3 separate regions of the Mus musculus genome follow, and all the other regions are linked to region 3. The links are chromatin contacts, called in public HiChIP or PLAC-seq and promoter capture Hi-C maps. All regions are on one chromosome and are shown on one strand. Each heading gives the region's core, a stretch centred on a gene start, on an enhancer-like site or on the middle of the called end of the contact. The rest is flanking DNA. Distances are from core to core; before and after follow the strand shown. Region 1 has its middle 27 kb from the start of Stoml1. Region 2 holds the start of Stoml1 (stomatin-like 1). Region 3 holds the start of Insyn1 (inhibitory synaptic factor 1).

What was found. Promoter capture Hi-C pulls out the DNA fragments that hold promoters and counts their contacts. HiChIP or PLAC-seq counts read pairs in DNA pulled down with a chosen protein or histone mark.
Region 1: an H3K27ac HiChIP or PLAC-seq map of embryonic stem cells shows a contact between it and region 3, with 6 read pairs. The contact joins the enhancer-like site here to the promoter of Insyn1 in region 3. A contact is called at or near these places in 4 of 39 promoter capture datasets (the 3T3-L1 cell line, the SN4741 cell line and cranial neural crest) and 2 of 115 datasets of contacts at active chromatin or transcription factors (embryonic stem cells and neural tube).
Region 2: a promoter capture Hi-C map of cranial neural crest shows a contact between it and region 3. The contact joins the promoter of Stoml1 here to the promoter of Insyn1 in region 3. A contact is called at or near these places in 4 of 39 promoter capture datasets (the 3T3-L1 cell line, cranial neural crest and hippocampal neurons), 2 of 484 Hi-C or Micro-C datasets (myocytes and ventricular fibroblasts), 5 of 115 datasets of contacts at active chromatin or transcription factors (embryonic stem cells, neural tube, pancreatic cancer cells and 1 more) and 1 of 9 other capture datasets (adipose tissue).

What each region holds. Positions count from the first base shown.
Region 1 is chr9:58,278,470-58,282,692 of GRCm38.p6, reverse strand. No RefSeq gene overlaps it. Among named protein-coding and RNA genes, the nearest start is that of Stoml1, 27 kb to the right of the region's middle. Within about 2 kb of position 2,007, at least 56 of the 459 cell types and tissues checked have an H3K27ac peak or open chromatin away from gene starts, as enhancers often do. A contact at or near this core is called in embryonic stem cells, where this site is marked.
Region 2 is chr9:58,251,098-58,255,068 of GRCm38.p6, reverse strand. It overlaps Stoml1 (stomatin-like 1), which reads right to left and starts at 1,905. Exons shown (of 7, transcript NM_026942.3): 1 at 1,670-1,905; 2 at 29-135. The coding sequence starts at 1,802.
Region 3 is chr9:58,487,320-58,490,979 of GRCm38.p6, reverse strand. It overlaps Insyn1 (inhibitory synaptic factor 1), which reads right to left and starts at 2,377. Exons shown (of 3, transcript NM_176921.4): 1 at 1,741-2,377; 2 at 588-1,311. The coding sequence starts at 743.

The DNA.
Region 1 (4,223 bases), core at 758-3,257, 210 kb after region 3:
GCAGACATGGTGGGGATGGGGGTGGGTGGGTTATATTTTGATTGATTGTTGATTGATGTGGGAGAGCCCAGCTCATTGCCAACTCTGAGCAAGTGCTCTTGGGTGGTACAAGAAAGCAGGTTGAAGGCTGAAGAGATGGTTAAGAGCATTGAGTTCAAATCCCAGCAACTACATGGTGGCTCACAACCATCCCTAATGAGATCTGATGCCCTCTTCTGGTGTGTCTGAAGACAGCTACAGTGTACTTACATATAATAATAAATAAATCTTTCTCTGGAGCGAGCAGGGCCAGAGTGGGCAGAGGTCCTGAGTTCAATTCCCAGCAACCACAGGATGGTTCACAACCATCTGCACAGCTACAGTGTACTCATATACATAAAATAAATGTAAGCATTGTTCTTCCATGGTCTGTGCTTAAGTTCCTGCCTTCAGGTTCCTGCTTGAGTTCCTGTCCTGACTTCCCCCAGTGACGTTGGATGACCTAAGAGGTGTGAGCAGAAAGAAACCCTTTCCTCCCTAAGTTGCTTTTGGTCATGGCGTTTGATCACAGCAATAGAAAAGTAATCAAAGCAGCCCCAAAACTCTAGATTTATTTATGTATTATATGTAAGTACACTGTAGCTGTCTTCAGACACTCCAGAAGAGGGAGTCAGATCTCATTACGGATGGTTGTGAGCCACCATGTGGTTGCTGAGACTTGAACTCAGGACCTTTGGAAGAGCAATCGGGTGCTCTTACCTGCTGAGCCATCTCACCAGCACGCCCCAAAACTTTAGGACAATGCCTGTGGTACACTAACAACCACTTTCTAGCCTCAAGGAGCTCCAATCTCTGGCAGCAAGAGGTCTTAGCCTGAGCCTGGGTCCCAGCAGCTTGTCAGGGAACAGACTGTCAATGCACATGGAGGCCACCAGGGGGAGCAAGACTTTGTTTCCTCAGGGCTATTTCAGAGGTAAAAGTAGGGCTTTTTGGGTTTTTTTTTGGGGGGGGGGGGTCCTCGTTTTTTGTTTGTTTGGTTTGGGGGGGATATATGAACATCATTTCTGAAATCACACCCACTGTCTCTTTTGCTTGTTCAGTATATATAACTAAGAAATATTCATGGATAATTTGCATACAGTTACAGTCAACTCCTTTATGTGTAGAGTTTGACAAGCTTTAAAACTATAAATAAGCCGGGCATGGTGGCGCATGCCTTTAATTCCAGCACTTGGGAGGCAGAGGCAGGCGGATTTCTGAGTTTGAGGCCAGCCTGGTCTACAAAGTGAGTTCCAGGACAGCCAGGGCTACAGAGAAACCCTGGCTCGAAAAACCAAACCAGGGCTGGTGAGATGGCTTAGTGGGTAAGAGCACCCGACTGCTCTTCCGAAGGTCTGAAGTTCAAATCCCAGCAACCACATGGTGGCTCACAACCATCTGTAACAAGATCTGACTCCCTCTTCTGGAGTGTCTGAAGACAGCTACAGTGTACTTACATATAATAAATAAATAAATCTTTAAAAAAAAAAAAGAAAAGAAAAACCAAACCAAACAAACAAAAACTATAAATAAATATAAATATACCCAAACAAACAAACAAAAACTATAAATAATTATAAATATACCCCCACAATAAAAATGTGGAAAAAGTCCATTACTCTCAAAATCCCCTTTTGGGGATCAACAATTAAAAGCACTTACTCTTCCAGAGAACCCAGGTTCAGTTCCCAGCACCTACAAGATGGAGCACACTAGTTGTAACTCCAGTCCCAGGGGACAAAGGCGTCCTCCACGGACACTGTATGAACATGGCACATCACTCATACACATAAAATGCAAGTGAAAACCCCACTCCTCTCTTGCTCCTGTTGTGGGAATCTTTCTAGAATAAGCACTCTGACACCAGTGGGAGTGGAAGAGAGATATCTGGACCAAAGCCAGGACAGCTCCCAGCAGGCCTTGGTATTGACCCAGTCTGTGTCCCCGTTTTATATCTAAAACCACAAGGGGGAGCTAGTGAGCTTTTACTGGCACTTGCAAGACAGCAAGAAGCCTGAGCGGAAGTCAGGTTGTTAAGGGCAACGACTCATTGTTTTAAGTGTTTCTCAGGTGGCTCTGTTCCAGGTAGGCAAGTGAAGCCATGTTTGGCTTTAGGCATTCTAACAGCGCTTTAGGAGAATCACTAAATAAATCAATAAATCAGTAACTGTTGTTATCTCCTCCTGTGGTATTTCCTTGTCCTCAGCCTCACAGTCACAGAGCCCTGGAGTCCCTGAGTTGTTCTCTGTCCCGGTAGCTTTGCATTTCATGGGATCACCTGTAAATAGCGACATATAGTAGGCAGCCTTTTGTTTCTGATTTCGTTTACAGAATATGCCTTTTAGTTTAATTTTAATTTTTATATTATAAATTGAAATAATCTTGCTGTATGGAGTACAGAGTGAGGTACTTTGTGATTTATGAAATGACAAAACAATTAAATCAAGCTCGTTAACACAGCCATCAAGTCAAGCACTTATCTTGGGATGAAACAATTCAAATGCACTTTCTTGGTGACTTTTGTTTGCTTTTTTGGTCAAGGCTTCTAGCAGAGGCTAGCCTTGAACTTGCTCTACCATAGCAGAGGTTACAATGAACTTTGGTTCTTGAGCCTCCACCTCCCAAGTGGGGCAAGTACAGTCACGTGCAGCCACACCCTGCTTCTGCAGGGCAGGGGACTGAACCTAGGGCCTCATGCACGCTACGTCAGCACTCTGTCCACTGAGCTACAGTTCTGGATTGTGGAATGTGCATTTGACAAGGACCAGCTTCGGCTTGGAGAGGGGTTCTGAGAAGGGGAGTCTGGGAGCCTCGAAAAGAACCACTTGAAGTCAAACTGTAGATTCAAGCTAAGACCTGTGCTCTGCTAGATACAGCTTTTCCAGTCTGCTTCTATGCTCTGCTTTCTCTCTGGAGATCTCTCTGGTCTATATTCTGCTTGCTTGCTATTCTAAGAGATCTCTCTGTCCAAGTCCTGCTTACTTGTGTGCTTCAGCACGAAAGCAAATGCGTGAATGTCAGTTGTCTAAGCAGTTCTCTTGTTTTCCTAAGTTTTCTGGATAGCCCATCTCCTGCAGAGCACAGGTCCAGTCTTTTATTTTACATTTCAATCCAGCATCCTGTTACCCCAGCCATTTATTTGTAGGACAGTAAACTTACCTTTGTTTCTTGACAATGCAAACAATTCAGAGATCAGTCTGCTTTTGTTAAGCACAGGTGGTAAACTAGTTAGGTGGGACTCTGCCCTGAAATTACCATTTTCCCTGCACCCAGGCCTGCACTTTCTAAGTCCCAGGCTGACCTTGAACCCAGGAATCTGCCTGCATTTCCATCTGCCTGTCTTTGTATCTTCCTGACCAGCTGGCTCATCGTAGCTACCTCTGTTCCTTTAGATTCATGAAGCCCCTCATAATTCATATTGCATCTTTATATTTTTGCATAGTTGAGAAATTATACATTTTCAAAATGTATTTAAAGCTCTTTCCCATAGCCTTAAGGGCTGTTTGAAGGTCCCAGTGTTTACCATTTTGCTGAGTCATAGCCAAACTTTTTTTTTTTTTGATTAGGTATTTTCTTCATTTACATTTCAAATGCTATCCCAAAAGTTCCCCCATGCCCTTCCCCCCGCCCCCATATAGCCACACTCTTGACTTCCAGACAAGTGCTTTACACCCACAGCAGCCATTGACACTTGGTGGAGGCTCACACCAGGGCCCTGTCCCAGGGCTAGGAACCATGTCACTTTGTCCCCACCAGGCTTAGCACCCATTCAATTTTCTATATTTGTTGTATTATGTAATTATCACAAAGCAAAACCATATTCCTTCTGGGTGTAATGCTTATGAGACTCACTCACGTCCATTGTGTGATCAGTATTTTGTTACATGGTTTTCTTGCCATACTGGGATGGACCACACGACTTTCCCCATGCTGAGCTGTTGTCTCAGCCCCAGGACTTTCTTGCCCTTGTTTCCTCATATTCCATATTCATAGATGTACCACAATTTTCATAAACTAACCACAACTGTTCATCCATTTACCAGTAGATTCATGTTTGCTTGTTTTTGTTTTTTTTCTCCCTAGATTTGGGCCATTGTGGGGAAAAGTGCTCTCAGTATTCTCACATGAGCTTCTGTGCTGTACATACCTGTTTCTACTTTTTCTTGTTAAGTTAGGAATGAGGTCACTGAGGCACACGATGAGGG
Region 2 (3,971 bases), core at 656-3,155, 240 kb after region 3:
CTCCCCCACAGCATCCAGCCAGCCCTACCTTCAGAGCAAACCAGCCGGAAATGGGGAAGGTGAGCAGCAGCAGCAAGAACCCCAGGACACTGACGAGGCCATGGCAGAGACAGGAGGGCCAGCTCTCCGGCGCGTCTGGGGGCAAAAGAGCAGAAGCAACCACAGAACACCAGCTGGGCCTGGCAGGACAATTTCAGGCACCGTGTCCCAGAGTACAGTGGGCCATGTGTATGTTTTGCCTGTGTTCTGCCCCAAAAGCTCCCCATAGCGAGTTAGGGACCTCCACCATAACTAACCGGTACAACACCCTACAGGAGACTTTTCTCTCCCAGGTGAGAGCCACAGAATCTGAGAACATGATCCATTCGATTTCTCATTGCTGGACATAGCATGGACCAACAAGCCCTTGCCTAATGAGTACCGCCCACCCAAACCTGGAATAGAGAGCACTCATGCTGGGTGGAGTGGACACTGCTGGTGTTAACACATTCTACTGGCCACACCACAAGTATGCTTTCAAGGGGTCATTACAGAGGAAAGGCTTCAGCTACTAAGGATAAAACTAATGCTCACAAGTAACAGTCACAGTGGGACTAAAGTGCTAGTTTAGTATTTATTCCCACTTTAATGCCCTGAAAGAACTATATCTATATCTATATCTATATCTATCTATCTATCTATCTATATCTATAGTGTACTTCAATTCAAGCCTTTTGGCAGGAAGAACTAAGAATCCTGAATGGGTGTTGAGCAAACAGGCCCAGAATCTGGGGATGAGCTTGCTATCTGTTCTCTCCTCCCCAGCCCTAGACAGGAAGGTGACAAGAGACGTCTGTTCTATCCTTCAAGAAGCCCCTGCCTGCAGGACAGTCTAAGTCATAAACTAATTCCTGACCTCTTCAGGGAAGGAGGAATCCTAAGAACCGGGCAGAAGAGCCGGGCGTGGTGGTGCACGCTTTTAATCGCAGCACTTGGGAGGCAGAGGCAGGCAGATTTCTGAGTTCAAGGCCAGCCTGGTCTACAAAGTGAGTTCCAGGAGAGCCAGGGCTATACAGAGAAACCCTGTCTCAAAAAAAAAAAAAAAAAAAAAAAAAAAAAAAAAACCACAAACAAACAAAAACAACAACAACAAAAAAGAACGGGGCAGAAAATGGAGGATTCGTTCAGCATTGCCAAAGCTTTCAATGCACCGTCAATACAGGAGAACCACAGAGGACCAGAATACTCCAAGGACAGTCAGGCTTTGGAGAGAGGAAGCCAAAGCAAACAAGCCAGGCAGCTTGCAGGCCCAGCTTTCTGTTCTGTGCATCTTCACCAGGACACAGGAGACTCCTGCTCCCTGCGCTGCTACCCTAGGGCGACTCTTTTTCCATTTCTCTACAAATGCCTTGTGGGTTATGGCTCCCTCTGCCTAGGGCTCTGTTTTCTTTCTATGCATGATGGGCTATCCTGGAAATAGTAACGGGATGGGCTAAGATTAGGGAAGATGGGGCTGCGCGGCTTCCAAAGCTACAGCTGGTGCCGTAGGGAGAACAAATCGGTGGTAGCATCCCCACACCTTGTCTGGCACCCACTTCATATCCTATCCCCTTCACTCTCCTTCCTCCTAGAGGCAGAGAGTACAGGTCTTGGGGTGCCCCTCTGTCCGCGGTGCTGGGTAGCCACTCACCGGCCCCCGGCCCCACGCTGCCCGGCTCTGGGGACAAGCAGCCCTTCTGCGAACCCAGAAAGCCGAAGCTCGACTGCTGGAAACGATCAAAATCCCCTAAGGGCAGTGCCCGGTAGCCAGACCTTCCAAGCATGACTTCTAACCGGGACACGCCCCGATCCTCTGCTGGGAGACTGCCCTGCCCAGCCTGTGGCAGCTCCGCCCCTCCTCGTTCCCACTGCTTCCGGCTTTACTCCGTCACTAACAACAGTGGCTGAGTAGGATCAGGAATCAGGCCGGGTCCACCATGCCTGCCGCTCCACAGCACCCCCTGCGCTGGGAGGACCGAACGGCGGGAGCACAGTTTGGGGATGTGGCCTTGGTTCTAAGGTTGAGGCTTCCTGACCACCTCCTACCTGGCCTTAGGAAAGGAGGCAAGGAAGTTTGGCTTTAAAGGAGCATTGCAGGAGCGTTTTCTCCAGAAGCAGAGAAATGTTTTTGGCCTCAAACCATTCCTCCAAACTCAACACACTTATGAGTTATGGGTGTGCTTATCCAGATGTAGGATTTCTTCTGGTGTGGTCAGCAAACTGGTATTTTTTGTTTGTTTGTTTCCCCACAGCCAAGAAAACAGAGCCTGCCATACAGAGTCCTGTTCTTATTTGCTTAATGATGGCAGATCCAAGTCACTGTGGACAAGTTGAAGTCAGAAGGCCCCAACTTTGGTATAAAAGAAAAATTTCACATGCAGACACCCCAGGAATCCTGGCAGTGGATGGTGGTGGTGGTGGCTGCAGCAGCAGCAGCAAAGCATTACATGAGACTCCTTGATCCAGGCACTTGAGGTAACTTTGTCTTTCCGTGGCTTCAGAAAGCCCAAATGAAGGTAGAAAATATACCCCAGTAGGATGCTGGGAGGCTGGCAGGAGGCCATTTTACAAAGCAAGAAAAGACGAATCTTTCCCAGTCTTGCCTCCCTGGATCCTTGCCATAGCTCATTTCTAAGTTCCCCTGCCTATGACTGCTAGCCTGGCTAATTTTATGTCAACTTGACACAAGCTAGAATAATCTGAAAAGAGGGATCTCCAATTGAGAAAATGGTTGTGCTGTAGGCAAGCCTGAAGAGCATTTTCCTAATTTATGATTGACGTTGCAGGGCCCATTCCATTGTGGGTGGGGCCAACCCTGGGCTGCTGGTCCTGGGTTCATTAAGAAAGCAGGCTGAACAAGCCAGTAAGCAGCATCCTCCATGGCCTTTGCAGCAGCTCCTGCATCCAGGTTCCTGCCCTATTTGAGTCCTGGCTTCCCTCATTGATGGACCACCATATGGAAATGTAAGCAAAATAAAGCCTTTCCTACCCAACTTGCTCTTTACTCACGGTGTTTTGTCACAGCAATAAAAACCCTAAGATGAGTTGGTACCGGGAGTGAGGTTTTAATTAATTTCAAATGTAGTCAAGTTGACAACCCAGAATTGCCATACAAGTCCACCCCTTGCCAACTTGACACACAATCATATCTTCTTATCAATTTCCAAGTGAAAACATTAAGCAAATCATAATAATACCTAAACATGATATAACTATCTGACATACAATTACAAACACATTATATTTAACCATGTTATAATTACACCTAACCAGATAAAACTATCCCTCATACAACTGCAAATGCATTGCAAATTTAGAGTAGATGCCAGGCGTGACGGTGCACGCCTTTAATCCCAGCACTCGGAGGCAGAGGCAGGCAGATTTCTGAGTTTAAGACCAGGCTGGTCTACAAAGTGAGTTCCAGGACAGCCAGGGCTGTACAGGGAAACCCTGTCTTGAAAAACCAAAAAAAAAACAAAAAACAAAAAACAAACAAACCAAACCAAACAAACAAACAAAAACAAACGAACAAACAAAAAATTTAGAGTAGATGACAATGTCCCTTGAGGGACATTCTTTTTTTTTTTTTTTTGAATTAATTAATTTATTTCATGTATGTGAGTACACTGTCGATGTCTTCAGACACACCAGAAGAGGGCATCAGATCCCATTACAGATGGTTGTAGCCACCATGTGGTTGCTGGGAATTGAGCTCAGGACCTCTGGAAGAGCAGTCAGTGCTCTTAACCCCTGAGCCATCTCACCAGCCCCCTAGAAACATTCTATTAGTATCTCAGACTTCAATATGATAACCATTGACATTCTATTAATAGATGTTACATCACATAATTTAAAAAATTGAGGAAAGAAAACACAAATATTTGTACACAATATAACTGATCTTGGCCTAATTTTTTAAAATATTTACTCAAAATATTTATATGAGTACACTG
Region 3 (3,660 bases), core at 1,128-3,627:
TAATCTTTTTTTAAATGTATGTACAGAGAAGGACCTCTGATCCTTACCAGAATCTCCCAGCCACCTTTTAACTCCAGGGCAGGGAGGTTACAGCTGGTCTTAACTCCTCCTGCTTTTGGAATATCTGATCTTTTGAGCTGATAAATCTTTTTGAGCTGGGCCTCAAGCAATGAGGATTGACCAGACAGTCATCCACACTCTCCTAGAGTCCTTGCTCAGAGTCTAGGAGGTAAACAGTGGGGTCAAGGGACAGACAACTTGGGTTTCAGAAGAATGTGTCCCATTAAGAATAGAGTAGGGCAGATTTAGTCCTCACTGAGCACCCGGAGTACTAACCATAGAGATGGGCCCACTGACAGCTGCTCGGTCTCTGCCACACCAAGGCCCCATCACCAGCTCTGGGGATAGGGATTTTTAAGCAAACCAGATTTGAAGTAAGGAGAATGGAAAGGGGATGGGTGCTCAGTGGAAACAGGCCATGTGCACATAGCATTGCACACTCAAGACACAGGCAAATGCTTTACTGCTGAGCCCAGCCAGTCAGGGTGAGGGGGGTCTGTGTGGCCCCTGCTGGCCTCTTAACTCACCTCCCTCAGCTCCTTAGCCACTTCTTTGAGTTCTCTCAGGATGCCTTCAAGTTGCCCGATGACCATCTTCATGCGCTGTCGAATCCGCTCTCTCTCTCCACCACTGTTGGGGTCGTCACTGGGCTGCCCGAGGTCCGGGGCACCCCGAATGTTCATCCTTCACCACGTGGCCGCAAGCCTGCCCATACTCGCCCCAGCGGGGCACACGCTTCGTCTGCCTCCACGGAGCCCCCCTCGGCCGGGCAGAGCTCCACATTTTAACGGCCCCCCAGCCTACCCTGGCCTTGGGCGGCCCTCACCCAGCCCCTGCAGCCTGCCACTCCACCTACTCGCCTCTGGGTGGGGGATGGAGCACCCAGAGGGAGACAGAGTCTGACAGGGTGGGAGGGGGGTCAAGGTGAGGACACAGGAGGGCAAGGGGAGGGGCCTTAGGGCCCAAGAACAGCTTCCAGGACTTGAAGTGCCTATGGTGTACAGAGCTGATCTTTGCCCGAATCTGGATGCGGAGGCAGGGGGATGATTCTGCAAGGACTAAGGGTAAGAGATGCCCTTGGGATGGGGGAAGGCAGCAATCCCCTCGCAACTCCTAGGCAGTTACAAAGGCAGAGGTCTCTAGATGCAGCTGAACCAGCACAGGGACGGTGATCAGGATCTTCCAGATGTGGAGGGGGCTCCAGATGTGAACAGCACTGGAGAGGGAACTGGATTGGAGGAGGGCAGCCCCCTGCAGAAAGAGCGAGCCTGGCGTCAGCCCTCCCAGGCTGCTGCACCAGCCTGCTGCTGCTGCCTCCCTCTTCTCTCTGCCTGCACCCTCCTTCCTAGCTGGAGATTTATTTATTTATTTATTTATTTATTTATTTAGTGGGGAGGGGTGGTGGAGGCAGATAGTTTTCAACACCCTTCTTCAACAGAAGAGTGGAGGAGCCCCTGTTTTAGAGGAATGAGCCCTTAGCCTCCTCTGGAGCACTCTAGCCGTGGTGCACCCCCCGCCCCCAGCCACCAACCAAGCTTGGCCAGACTGGTTTAGCACAGGGCCTCTCCAGCTCTCCAACCTTCTTTCAATGCCCACAGGGTGCCCTCCTTCCCAGAGGACCCTTTCTCCCCCAACCCCGCCTTCCCTCCGAACCCTCCGAAGCTGGACTCCCCTACTCACCAAGGGTGGGGGCAGTGGCCTTTCCTCTAAGCAGTGTCGGGGCCGAGCCACAAGACGAGGTTGGGGGGCCCCCAAGGCTCCCTAGGGCGGGCTTCTCTCTCTGGACCCTTCGGCTCCTGGCCTCAGGAAGGTCTTCCGAGCGGTGACCGGAGACATCTGGGCGGTGGGAGGGGGCGGGGCCTCCGCGCTCCGGGGAAGGGGGCAAAAAAAAAAAATCCCCAAAAATCTCCTCACCACGCTCGCCAGGCTCCCGGTCGCGAGGGTCCGGCGAGCTCGGAGGCCCCGAGGCCACAGGTGACCCGAGCCGAGGTGACACCGGTCCGGTCCAGGCGACTAAGCCAAAGTCGGAGGGCTGGGGAGGGCGCCGGGATCCCCTCAGCCCACGCCCGGCATTCCCCGGGCTCCACAGGGTTCGCGATTCTCTCTGTCCATTCTAGATGGGCAGGTCTGAGCCCCTCCGGGGTCTGTCCTGCCTTTGCCTTGCTCTGCCCTTCCCGAGCTGGCACTGCTAGGTGTCCGGGGTGTACTCAGCCGGGACCCAGAATGTCCGTGCTCCGGCCCGGGCGACGTCTGGAGCGGCCGCAGAAACCGCTCAGTCCAGCCCGGCAGTCGGCTCCATCAACGGTGGGGAAAGTCCGGATTCCTTCGCGTCTCGGGGGAGGGGAAGCAGCCGTGGCCAGGGGGACCCGGTGTCGAGCACAGCGGAGATGAGTGCACGAGGTCGGGGGGGCCTCAGCACGGCGGGGCTCAGCCGAGGAAGCAAAGGAAAGCAGAAGGGGGCGAGCGAGACGCCAGGGAGGCGATGGAGGAGGCGCGCCGGGCCCGGCCAGGCACACCGGGCGCGCAGCCTCCGCTCGGCTCCACCGCCTCCAGCGCGCTCGCTCACGGCTCCGCGCCTCGCGGCCCGGGGCGCCGGGTAGCTGCCGATGGGGCAAACGAGGCACCGGGGCTGCTCGGGCCTTTCTCCCCGGCTGCTTCGCCCTCGCCCTGCCCTGCCCTGCCCTGCCCACCCGGCTCCGCGGGCCTGGCCCGCTTACCCCGAGCGCCGCCGCGCCCCGCCGGACTGGCCGCCCGGCCGGGCGCAGGCTCCCTCAAAGGCCGCCGGGCTCGCGCGGCTCCGCTCGCCTCGGCGCTGGCAGTGAAGGGGCCGGCCCCGCGCGCCGGGAGGGAGCTTTTAAAGCGACACACACGCCTCCCAGCGCCCAGAACCGAGCGCGCGAGCCGGGGGGTCTCACCACCCTAGGGAGCGGGTTGGACTGGGCGCCAGCGGACCTGGAGGAGAACTAGCCCGGCCACTGCCCGCTGCCCTGGGCGCACAGAGGCCCAGACTTGACTCCAAGTTCCTTCACCTCCTTTTTACACAATCCCTTGACCCTCCTCCCCTCACGGTGGTGCGTCCCGGGGTTCCCCTTCTGGCTGTTACCCTCCTCTGCCATCATACCTCAAACTGTCCCAAATCTTGTGTCAGTTCAGTAAATAGAATCCAGCCAACCTTTACTGAACACCTATTGTGTGCCACGCTCTGGCCGAGAGGGAGGGCAGAGTGGGTGCTGGGCTGTTTCTGAAGGTTCTGTTCCCCTAGTTCTTCACCTAAGTTTTCAACATATTTTTGTTCTCTCTCTCTCTCTCTCTCTCTCTCTCTCTCTCTCTCTCTCTCTCCCTCCCTCCCTCCCTCCCTCCCTCCCTCCTTCCTTCCTTCCTTCCTTCCTTCCTTCCTTCCTTCCTTTTCTTTCAGGCCCTGTTGAGGAGGAAATATCGAGGAAATTTCCCCATGAGGACATTCTTGAGTAAACTGAAGGGTGGTGCATGTAGTTCTAGGAGCGTTGCTAACTTGGCAGGTATGGGGTAACTAGGAGGAAGCACAGGCCACCCCCACTCCCCCAAGTTCTTCCCAGGAATTCAACCCTTGAGCTGAATCTT